Regions from separate parts of the Mus musculus genome. Here regions 2 and 3 are each linked to region 1. Evidence: chromatin contacts called from public HiChIP or PLAC-seq data. All regions are on one chromosome and are shown on one strand. Each heading gives the region's core, a stretch centred on a gene start, on an enhancer-like site or on the middle of the called end of the contact. The rest is flanking DNA. Distances are from core to core; before and after follow the strand shown.

Region 1 (3,829 bases), core at 668-3,167:
AGTACCTGAAGGGTTAGAGCCAGTGGTTTAGAAGGAGCAGGAGGAAGAACCCAGCATGCATGGGCACTGAGGGTCAAGGCTATGGCTGCACTAGTGGGATGTGGCTGGGGCGGGGCTGCCTGTCTGACTCCATTGGTCCCCAGGGCTCGTGTGTGTGTCCGTTCTTTCTCCATCACCTCGTGGCTGTTTCACGGGCTCATGAGCATGTGGCTAAAACACATATGTTCCAGGTGTGTGTGTGTGTGTGTGTGTGTGTGTTCCCTGCAGCTGCATTTCCAGTAGCAGTAGCCTTCAGATGCTGTGAGATGCAAGGAACATGCTTGCTGTGGGCACAGTATGGAACATAGAGCTCCTGGGTTTCACTCATGACCATCGACTCTACATGCTACTGAATAATAAAGCAGGAGGAGGATGGATAGGACCCAAGGGATTCCCTGCCAGGCCCATTCCTAAAAGTTAATGTAGAGTGTCCCCAGAGACCGCAGTTCTCAGAAATGAATCTGGTTTCTAGCACTCACAGAATTAGTGGTGTGAAATGGTGGTGGCAGACCAGTGGCTTTCCCAGGTTACCTCAGAGGAGGGTGAGACACTGTTTCTGACCTACCTAAGGCACGCAGTGTTGACACCAGTGACAGCCTTGCTTCCCATTTGCTGTTGTTAGCTAGCTTTCTCCTATGTTGCTTAGATTGGGACCCCCATCTAGGGAATGGTGCTGCCCACAATAGGCTGAATCTTCCTACATCAAGACAATATTGCTCAGATATGCCTATAGGCCAGTCTCTCAGTTGAAGCTTTCTTAGAGGGTTCTAGGTTATGAAAAGTTGGTATTTCAAGCAAGCTGTCACAGGTTTGATGGAATATGGGGGAATAATTTAGGAGGTAGTTATCCCAGGATTATAGACACACATTCAAGTCTTTACCATGAACATTGTGAATGTGACCCGAGGCATACAGTCATTGAAGGTTACTGTGAAATCACATTGGTGTTATTGTATTTTTTATTTGCCTGATTTAACTGTCACCTTTAAGGCTTACTGCCTCAGTCTGCTAACCTGTGCCCAGTCCTGGAAGCTTCTAGCCTCCATACAATCTAATCTAGGCCTACAGTGTTACTGATGAATAAGCTCGCTCCTTTCTAGGTCTGTCTTAATCTGTGTCTAGTTTTTTTTTCTCTTTCCCTGCAACCTTTCTCTGTACATCTGTCCCAGTAAAACTGCCTTCTCCCTCCCTCCCTCCCTCTCTCTCTCCCCTCTCCTCTCTCTCCACTGCTTTCTTGTTTTTTTTTAATCTTTTTTTTAAAGATTTATTTATTATATATAAGTACACTGTAGCTGTCCTCAGATACTCCAGAAGAGGCCATCAGATTACATTACGGATGGTCGTGAGCCACCATGTGGTTGCTGGGATTTGAACTAGGGACCTTCGGAAGAGCAGTCGGTGCTCTTAACCACTGAGCCATCTCACCAGCCCCTCCACTGCTTTCTTAAGTTGTTTCCCTTTCTCTCTCTTCTAAGAGGCAGGCAGATCCTATTCTGTCAAATCCTTTTCTGATTCATCACTTTCAAAACTGGCTGCTTCCTTCTACAAACTAACTTTACCTTCGTTGTATGGGGTTCAAGGTGTGTGCTAAGGGCTGAGCCACACCACAACTAGAAACATTTTTTTTTCCAGTAAATAATACAATCGCAGGGTTCAAAGTGTGACCATATTCTACCACATACTGGAGTAGGGCAGACTCTAAACTAGTGGACCCAGAAGTAGAATGTTTGCTTGGTATCCATGAGGATTTGGGTTAGGACTCCAGGTTCCCCTCCCTTGACAAAACTAGAGGCACACAAGGAAAAAAAAGCCATGTGTTGATGAGTCAGAGAGCGCAGTGACACAGCTATTAGTCAAGGAGTGCCAGGAACTGAGAAAGAGGGAATGTGGGACTGCCGGCTTCCAACCTCTGGAGCTGGGGACAGTACTGTCATACTCCTATGAAGCCACCTTTACGAGAGGAATCTGCTCCATTGGAGGGACTTGTGTGTGGGCGCACTGACTCCTGGGAACTGGATAAGTGGTAGTGTCCTCCAACATCATTCAACATAGCTCTTACAATTGGCCTTTAAGAATACATGATTCTAGGGCTGGTGAGATGGCTCAGTGGTTAAGAGCACTGGCTGCTCTACCAGAGGTCCTGAGTTCAATTCCCAGTAACTAACTACATGGTGGCTCACAACCATCTATAATGGGATCTGATGCCCTCTTTTGGTGTGCCTGAAGACACACCAAAAATAAATAAATCTTAAAAATATACATGATGCTTATCTGCTATTCTAAATCCCCTTTGGTCAGATTGTGCTGATTGTCAAACTGGTCTTCCTGCCTAGAATATAGAATAACATATATCTTTCTCCCCTGGAAGCTCTATTCCGTCTCTACATTCAGGCAAGTTTGGGTCCAAACTGGTTGGGATCAGTATGTGATTAACATAGCTGGCTAAGGAGGGAGAAGCACAATATAACTGTACACTGTGCTAACAGCACTCTCAGTTCTATGTAATCCAAGCCACCATCAGTTATAACACGCACAGGAAACCAGGCATGGTGTCTCATGCTTGGGATCCTAGTATTTAGGAGGCTGAGGCAGAAGAAGGGTCATCCTGGGTTACCAGCCAGCTTGGGCTGCAGAGTAAAACTCCGCCACCCAAAAACAAACGTTGAAAAAATAGAAAGTTGGGCTGGAGAGATGGTTCAGCAGTTAAGAGCACTGACTGCTCTTCCAGAGGTCCTGAGTTCAAGTCCCAGCAACTACATGGTGGCTCACAACCATCTGTAATGGGATCTGATGCCCTCTTCTGGTGTGTGTCTGAGACAGCTGCAGTGTACTCATACAAATAAAAGTAAATAAATCTTTAAAAAAAAAAAAAGAAAAAAGAAACAGAAAGAAAAAGAAAGAATAACTATTTTATAAACCACTAAAAACAAAAACAAAACTCTGAAAACATGATCAACAGATATTTATAACGTGTGTTGATTAGAGAGCCACAATGAGATGTTCATCTTAGAACATGTGGGAAGCATTGCTGGAAGCCTTGTCTGGAGTTGTGCTATCTGAGCTAAGAGGACAGAGTTAGAGGGCACGAGAACGGGGCACACAAAATAGGTGCTCATCACTGCCTGCACATGGTGCTGGGGTCAAACCAATACTTAAAAAACAAACAAACAAACAAACAAAAATGAAACAAAACTTTGTTCATGTTGTGTTTGTTTGTATGTGTATTTGCATGTGTGTGTACACAACCGCAAGAGTAGTTCCTTACTTTGCAGACTCTCTAACCTCCCACCACTTTAGGAATGACATGATTATAGATAAATGATACTGACTGGGTACCTTGAGCCAGCATATGGAGTACTGGGTCTCTGATTAAGTACCTATATTGATAAACTTATCCTGATGCAAAAGTTATTTTTGTGTTTTGAGAGCTGGTATTTCTGGGAGTCCTAAGCAAGATTGGATTTACCATATAGCAATGTGGCTGACTCTACTAACAAGGGAATGCCATCAGAGATGGAGACTTATGGGTAGTTTGGTTCATTTGCATGTATCCCCATGTGAGGTCCATTTTTGTTACTAGAGACCTGATGAGGTGATCAGTTAAACTAATGCTGGGATTTGGCAACCCGCAAGGCAAGAACAGTCTATTGTCTTTCATCCTTCTCAGCCTCTCAGCTGCCAAACGGAGATCTCTTTGATCTTAGAAAACCTGTGGTTTTTGTTCTGTGCGGTTGGGGCTTTATGAATCGAGTTTGCTGTTCTCTCATGTTAGACGGTTTTCATTGGGAAG
Region 2 (3,829 bases), core at 674-3,173, 470 kb after region 1:
TGGTTACTAACACCCAGTTCTGTTGCAGTCATTCTCTGATCTTAATCATCCTGATTGTATGTAGATGCTTACAATGTAGATTCTTATCTGAAACACTAGCTGTGCCAGCCACTCACATCAGGAAAGGGAGACATTTATTTAAAGTTTCAGGGTGGGATTGGGAGTGGGGACGTGTGCTAGAGAAAAAGGAGAGAGAACGGTTTGATTTGAGACAGTAATTCTGTGTGCTACAGATGATCCTCCTGCCTCAACTCCAAGTGCTGGCATTGCAGATCTGTGCTGCTATGCACAGCTTTCTCTTTCTTAGTTTTCACAGATCTCAAAGCTAACCCTCTGAAAGGGTTAAAGTGCTTGCTCAAGGCTGTGTAAGGAGCAGTAGAGGAGACACCTGCATCTTCCTAATCCAGGACCTACACTGTTTGTCCCTTTAATCCCAGGCAAAAGGTGCCATCGTTTGAGAGATCCCTTTATGACCCTTGACAGAGGGTAACATATATGTCCTGGCACTCCGCAGGCTGATACTCCTGAGGAGCAGGGCTTAAAGGAGAGGGAAACCCCTCCCTCTGCAGAGACCAGGGCCAGCCCTTCAGAGCGAGGTGCTGTCTTCTCCCTGGAGTTGGGTACATTGTGAGCCTCGCTGCAGTTCTGCCCTTAGATGGAACTTTTGTGTGAGGAAACTCACAGACTCCTGCAGGTTTCTTCACTGCAGAAACTGGGTGTGTAACCCACCGCCAACCAAGCTATAGGGCGGTGGCCATTGGGCTCCCAGGTTCTCTGGGGGAAGAGGGTGAATTATAGCTACTCTGTAATTAGGCTTTCTCAAACACTGACCTGGGAGGCTCTTCGCCAGCCTAAATGCAGTAAGCCACTTTCTAAACACTTCCGCTGCGCCTGTGATCTGATGGGGACCCTGATACTGCTTAAAGCACTGGCCCCGCTCCTTAGGCCTGTGGCCACACAAGTTTGGGAAGCTGCTAGTACTTTATGGTGCCACGGCTTTACTGCTGCACTTTGGATTTCACCTTGTGTGGGTCTTGACACATCTTCCTCCTCCTCCTCCTCCTCCTCCCTACCTTAATCCTGAACCTGGGTTCCCCGCCCCAAAGGCTGTTAACACAGACTGTAACATAATCACGGCTGCTTCTCACTATTTCTTTTACCAGTCACCATCTTCAGATGTTAATCCCAGTGCCCAGTGATCTTCCCGACAGACGCTCCATTCTTGTTTGGAAATTACGTTGAAGGGCGTGAACTACAAGAGGAATGGACTTTGGACATTGTGAGAGTAGTGGATAGAATGGAGGGTTGTCGTGTTAAGTCAAACAAGCCAGACTCAGGACAACTTGTACTGCATGTTCCCTGCCATATAAGGAATCTCAAGTGAAAAGCAAAACTCAACAGTGGGATGTGGTAGTGTACATCTTTAAGCCCAGCCACTGGGGAAGCTGAGGCAGGTGGATCTTGTGCATTGTAGGTCAGTTTGGTCTCCAGAGCCAAGTTCCAGGTCAGCTAGGAGTCCACAGGGAAACCCTGTCTGGGCTATCCAAAACAAGCAAGCAAACCAAGATCCAATGCACACATTTACACAGGAGACACAGAACGAGAAAGGGAGCGTTTGGGAAGGGGATGTGGAAGGGGGAGGGGTGGGTGGTGAGCACTGGCCACATACTCATTACTTGTGTGGAGATGGCATGATGAAGCCTGACATTTGGATAATGAAACATGGTAATAGTAAAAAGAAAATGGCACTTGGCCCTCATGTGGTCTGCAGATAGTATTCTTTTCCAAGCTGACCCGCTCACAGACCTGGCCCACACCATCCTGGTTCGAGGATCAGCTTTGAGGCCTCTGCTGTTCCAGGCTCCCTGAGGGGCATTGCAGTCATTAACTTGGACATCGCAGTGGTTAGAATCTTGACTGCTGAGTCACTGGGCTTCTCTTTGTTGAGTTGTTAAATCTCTTGTAAACCATCCTGTGTGGGCCTGCTGGGACAGCATTCCCAGTTTGTTAACCTGAGTGATCAATATTTTGGAAATGGCACCGCCTACGCCCTTGGCTTCTTGTCTGATGAAAGGTACCTCTGGCTTAAAGTTAGACCACATAGGAAAGAGTAGAATGATGTAGTTTGAGTTCCATAATTGCCCTCTGCCTGGCTGTAGAGTGAGCAAAAAGGATTGTTCTCAAAGACAAGTGTAATGTCCGCCCTCTGTGGGCCTTCTGCAGCCTGCATTGCTAAAGCCTTAGGGCTTACCAATTCCCCTTGAAAATAGACCTTCTCCTACCCTGTGCAAGACACCTTCATTCTTGCTCTGGTTGGATCTACAGGTTTATAGCATGCTGCAGCTCCTACACCAGCTTGCACAGTACACCTCGCTGCTGTGCCAAGTGGAAGGCCAAGGGCCGTGCTCCTTAGTCATAACCACCCCAGTGTCGCCAAATGCAGGTAGCCAATCCACAGCAGTGCCTGCGGAAGGAAGTAATAAATGTCTCTCACTGGACAGCAGAGAGAAGGGACCTTTTGAAAGTGTCTGAGTAGAGAACCCCACGTCCGTGGGATACACCCTGAGGTTCGTGTGTCACCGAAATACCACATACTGCTCCTCTCACGAAGGCTCTCTGCAGCGTGTCTGTCCCTGGAAAATGCTTGTAGCAGGTTGTCTTTGTGGCCCTGTAGAAGTTGAGGTGCATGCTTGCAAATCACCCTTAAAGAGGTCTTGCTGTATTTTGTCCACGGTGAGTCTCCAGTGAGTTTTTAAGTGACCATCGGAGTTTGATAGCCACTCTTACACACCCAGCTGCCAGTTCACAACCAGGGAAGACCTACAGAAACCTGTGCTCACCAGCGACAGCACAGGTCCCGCGTGGAGGCCCTTGAATGGAGAAGTAATCAGAATATATTTGCAGGTGCTCATTCAAGTGTGCGGAGATGGGAGGCACAAGGCAAAGGTATCTTTTTTTGACACATCCGTGTATGCCTCTCACTTGTGAGCTGGACCTCTTAGCTGCATCCCTCTACTAAAATGCCAAAGGAAAGTTCCGTATTGCTCGTTCGATCATCTCATGTACTACCTGATTTAACCCTTACAAAGCTCGGCTCTTCTGGGTACGGCTTCCAGATGTGTGAGCACAGCTACTGCAGTGACACGTGTGGCCTGGCCCAGACACACCGGTTAGGCCTGCCGAGTCCTGGTGGCCCTAACGTTTTGAAGCTGTGTTCCTCAAGGGGTGCTGGTTCAGGATGTGATAGTTCTTGTGAAATCTCCAAGCCCCGAGGGAAGTTATCTTAATCCAGTTTGCTCAACACAAGAACAGACTGGCTTCTCACGTCACTGGGAGCAATACGCATCTACTGCAGGGCCTTTCCACACAGAGCCCTGCTGTGGGTTACTGACTCAGACCAGGCCCCGATTTCCCTATCAGATTTGACAGAAGTGCACAGGAAGGGCAGTGCGTTGAAGAGCAGCATGAAGCATGCAGGCTGGGTTGTGAAGCAGGCCCACATTTTCATGGCTGGTGAGCTGAGAGCTGCTTAGGGGTCTATCCTTGGAAGATAACTGTTTCTACTCATAGGGTGAAGAGTCTGCCAGCCCAGCGTGTGATCTGTGTATTGTAAGGTTTCTTATTTTTGTCCTTTCAGGAGTTGTAATACTGCAGAGTTGTTGCTAGTTAAAAAATAACAGTAACCCAGCCTACAGAAACAATAGTTCTTTTATGCCCTAGCCCCAGACTAAAGGGTAATGAGGTTGTGTGTCCATTAAAGGGAGAAGGGAAGCACGGGCACACTTGTGAGTGAAGCTGTTCCTCTTGGGAGGGCTGTGCTTGTAGCTGA
Region 3 (3,829 bases), core at 971-3,470, 450 kb after region 1:
CCCTATCCAATACTTCAGGACTGACCTCCCAGGACTGTTCCGTCGGCAGTCAGAGAGGACGGGACTAGCCACACGCACCACCCTTGAGATTTGAACCTGGTATGTGTGTGACACTAGGGGAGGGAGGCTTCCTGTTGGCAAGATGGGAAATGAGCTATCCAAGCATTTGAGCAGTGCTCAGAATACCAGTCAACGTCCTTCCTCCCACCAGCATAGCAGCAGCAGGACTTGTAGACTCATGCTCTCTCACTGAGGACAACCATAAGGTCTCAAAGGTGAGGGCAGCAGGGTGAGTGTGTATTCTCATCTCCAGTTATAACTGGTGAAATATGTTCACATTATGCAAATGGTTCCCAGTATCAGTCTGATGGCCTGTGGATATAGCCCCATAGAGAGCGACTTGCCTAACCTGTGTGAAGCCCTGAGTCCAGTCCCCAGTGCTGCCAAAGGCAAGCAGCAGCAACATCAACAACATGACCATTTGTAAAAATGTTCAAAACAGCATGTCCCTTCTTAGTATCCAAAAACAAGAAAGAAGAGAGTCAGGCCAAAACATCCAAAGGCGCTGAAACAAAACCAGGAAGGACTTGCTCTGTCTCTACTCCGAAGTTGTCGATTGCAGAGGCTTGTGTACCCTCCTCTGGCATTGACACACACCCTCCCCCCACCGGTTCCCCCCACCCTCCCCTCACCCAGAATGAAGGCTCATTCTCAGCTGGACCATGTAAGGCAAGGGCGAGCTCTTAGGAAAAGGCTGCCTTTCTCCAGCATGCATGGTGTCCTCAGAAAGAAACCCTGCCACGACTGATACTCTACCTTCCCCATGCATCTGAGCAGCCTGCCGTCAGGAGCTCCTATACCCTTCTTCCTGGCATAAACTAATAGGTTTGGCAAAACACCAAACACCATACTTCAATGGCAGCTTCAAAGGACACCTTAGTGTTGGATGACGTGTGCGCTGCTGTTAACGTGACTGTCCCATAAACGGCTCTGAAAATGGTTCCTTCTACGAACCTAGGGAGTGGCAGTAGACTCTGTTTAATGCCATCTGGGAGGAAAGAGGATTTCATGTTTGAAATTTGGGAATAAACAAAACCAACTTTCTCTCTCCTGCAAGGGTTAATGCTCCAGTCAGCTTCAGATGGGTTCTCTTGAGTCTTACAATTGCTTTTCTGGTCACGCACTCAGAAGGTCTAAGCATTTGTGGATCTCACCCTCCACCCCCACCCCAAATGCTATTCTCTTTGGCAGTCTTAATTACACAGGGGTTGGGAAACCAAATTAAAACTAGGCGTGGCTGGGTAAACAGCGATCACATTGCAGGCTTTTAGCTTTGCTCTTGGGGCTGTCTCTCCTTCCCGTAGCTCTGCTTTGCACTTCGTATTTTCCTGAAGGAAATAGCATGGGGTCTTTTGGAAATAGTCACAGGAAGTGGGACTCGGTGGCTGGTTACTCACCAGCCGCGGAGTCAGTCCTGACAGGTGGCAAATGCTGCTGCCTCCCTCCTGATTTATGTGAAAATAGCCCCGAGAGGCAGCCATGAGGGTGGGTGCACAGCCCAAAGGGCTTTTTGTCCACCGTGGCTTTCACGAGGAGACTGGTCATGGCGTGTCATCTGGATTGGGGGGGGGGGTGTGACTCAGAGCTGAGCTGGGGTCGCTCCACACACGTGGTAGCCACCGTGGGGTTTCTGCTCAGTTCTCAGAGTGCAGGCGGTCTCCTAAAAATGATCTCTCCCTCCCACCCCCAACAGCCGTCCTTTCTCAGTGAGTCACTTCCAGAAATGAATAGCCGCAGATTTTGGAATGAGCATTGTGAAATCTCTCGTTTATAATGGCAGGTTTTCAGTTGGTGGCTTGATCAGACATTTTCTCAAGATGAAAATGAGACCTTGTCTTTAAAAAGAAAAGAAAGTAAGTAAGCCCTGTGGATTCAGAAAGCAAAAGTCTCCCACTGAAGAGCTGTCACAGCTGACCTAGCCCTGTGTGTCGAGCTGTGTGTCCTTAGATCTGCCTGTTTGGATGAGTTCTTGGAATTACGGACCTCTCAGCAGTAGTAGCTGGTGGTTTCCAATGCAGAAGGTTACTATTTGAATCAGCTCTCCTCTGGGTGAGTAGGTGGTAGTTTCCCAAGGTGTTCAGCAACTTGAGCCGTGGATTTAAAAGACTGCTGGCAGCTCTTACACACTTCTGCTTCCTGAAGCCCAGTGGATGGTTCTGCCGAGCAGCAGGAGGACCCTGGGGTGTGTTTGAACAGTGTGGATGATTGAATTACCACTCTGTCTTCTGAATATGGAGATCTTTTGAGGAGGAGAAGGTATTTTTGCAGAAGGAAGTGGTTTTATTTGTTTTAGGGGGAGCTTTCAGAGGGGTAACTATTGGGTTTCTGTTTTAAGCACTAAGACCCTTCTTTGGTGTGAAGGAGATAAATGACTTAGGGTCTTAACAGAGAAGTTTTTCTGTAACTCTGAGGAAGCTGTATGGCACTACTAGCAGTAGCCTCTGTCCAAGGAGGATGCTAACCCCAGCAGAGACTGACTATCTGACAGTACCCACTCTGGGTCTGCCAGGCCCCATGGGCTCCTGGGTTAGTGGGAGCACTTTGTGCAGGGCAGAGAGAATGAGCCCAGTTACTGGAAGCGGGGAGTGTAGCTGCAGGGATTGTTCTCTCAAGTGGATCAGTTGTTTGACCTACTGACTCATTTCGTAGGAATTGGGAAAACAACCTAATGTGGTTTTATTGTCGCTGTTCAGGACTGCAGGGTCTCAGCCTGGGATTGTGATGGGCTGGAGGAAGGTGCTGCTAGCATTCATGCTTTCTGCTGGCCCGCTCTTGGCTCTCCTGTGGAATTCAGTCCTCTGCTTCCAGGACAAGCCCAGCCTGCACTTGGGGATCCTTGGGTGACCGTTCAACCGTGAGTATTTTTTTTGAAGCTCACTGATTCTTGCTTAAAAACTTATAAATGGCATTTCATCAAAGGAAGAGCTTCAAAGAACTATCTTTGCTGGTTGTCGTGTGTGTAACACATTTCACATTTACTATGAAGAGGACTCTGTGTGTGATCCTGACTACAGAAGCACACATGACCTACAGATAACCATGGGAGCTAAGAATTAAGATTTTTTTGTTTGTTTTTATAGCATATACATAAAAATGAAGTTGTAGTTTTATTATTTAAAGCGAAACGTGAGGTAGATCCGTAAGATGCACATTTGAGGAAGTGACATGTCTGTGTGCAGAGACTTGTGATTCCTGGTGCTTTTCTTTCTCACCAGTGCTAGTAAATAAACCTCAGAAGAGAACAAAGAAAGTGCTTTGGTCCCGTGTAAGAGCAGACTTAGAGAAGATAGCCCTGAAGATGTGTATGCTACTCTCTGGGTTAGCTGTGCTGACTGCCTCCTCCTGATCCCATGTCCAGATCATATCCTTAATTAGTGTAAGGGATGCTTGTTAGGTGACGGCTGTGGGCGTTCTTACTCTCCCACCAAGGGGCTGAGTAGAGGGTACAGTCTATTGGGTCATGTCTGTTTAGTATACTGTTATGTCCTAACGCTGCAGAGTTAGAGTTATCAATCTGTTCTAGATTCTAGCCCTCCCTCCCCACCCCCCACCCCAAGATGCTGATAGAAGCCACGAATCCTTTAACCACGTCATTACACTTTTGCTTGCACATGGAGGCATCCACAGAAATGGAGACCCCTCTCCAGATGCAGCAGGTATAGGAGGCTGGGTTGCACTCTCAGGGGGTTGGGGGGGGGGGGGCTTACCCTTCTGGGCAGTTAGACTTCCCAAAGAACTGCTGTTAAAAGCAGGAAACAGCCAGGCCAGA

Evidence for each region. HiChIP or PLAC-seq counts read pairs in DNA pulled down with a chosen protein or histone mark.
Region 2: a contact with region 1 is called in a FOXA1 HiChIP or PLAC-seq map of pancreatic cancer cells. The contact joins two enhancer-like sites. A contact is called at or near these places in 1 of 15 datasets of contacts at CTCF or cohesin (embryonic stem cells), 8 of 484 Hi-C or Micro-C datasets (embryonic stem cells and palatal mesenchyme) and 1 of 115 datasets of contacts at active chromatin or transcription factors (pancreatic cancer cells).
Region 3: a FOXA1 HiChIP or PLAC-seq map of pancreatic cancer cells shows a contact between it and region 1. The contact joins two enhancer-like sites. A contact is called at or near these places in 1 of 15 datasets of contacts at CTCF or cohesin (embryonic stem cells), 8 of 484 Hi-C or Micro-C datasets (embryonic stem cells and palatal mesenchyme) and 1 of 115 datasets of contacts at active chromatin or transcription factors (pancreatic cancer cells).

The regions. Positions count from the first base shown.
Region 1 is chr6:31,532,934-31,536,762 of GRCm38.p6, reverse strand. The region is part of intron 1 of Podxl (podocalyxin-like); the gene reads left to right. Among named protein-coding and RNA genes, the nearest start is that of Podxl, 29 kb to the left of the region's middle. Within about 2 kb of position 1,917, at least 25 of the 459 cell types and tissues checked have an H3K27ac peak or open chromatin away from gene starts, as enhancers often do. A contact at or near this core is called in pancreatic cancer cells, where this site is marked.
Region 2 is chr6:31,065,120-31,068,948 of GRCm38.p6, reverse strand. No RefSeq gene overlaps it. Among named protein-coding and RNA genes, the nearest start is that of Mir29b-1, 3.9 kb to the right of the region's middle. Within about 2 kb of position 1,923, at least 33 of the 459 cell types and tissues checked have an H3K27ac peak or open chromatin away from gene starts, as enhancers often do. A contact at or near this core is called in pancreatic cancer cells, where this site is marked.
Region 3 is chr6:31,086,577-31,090,405 of GRCm38.p6, reverse strand. No RefSeq gene overlaps it. Among named protein-coding and RNA genes, the nearest start is that of Mir29b-1, 25 kb to the right of the region's middle. Within about 2 kb of position 2,220, at least 182 of the 459 cell types and tissues checked have an H3K27ac peak or open chromatin away from gene starts, as enhancers often do. A contact at or near this core is called in pancreatic cancer cells, where this site is marked.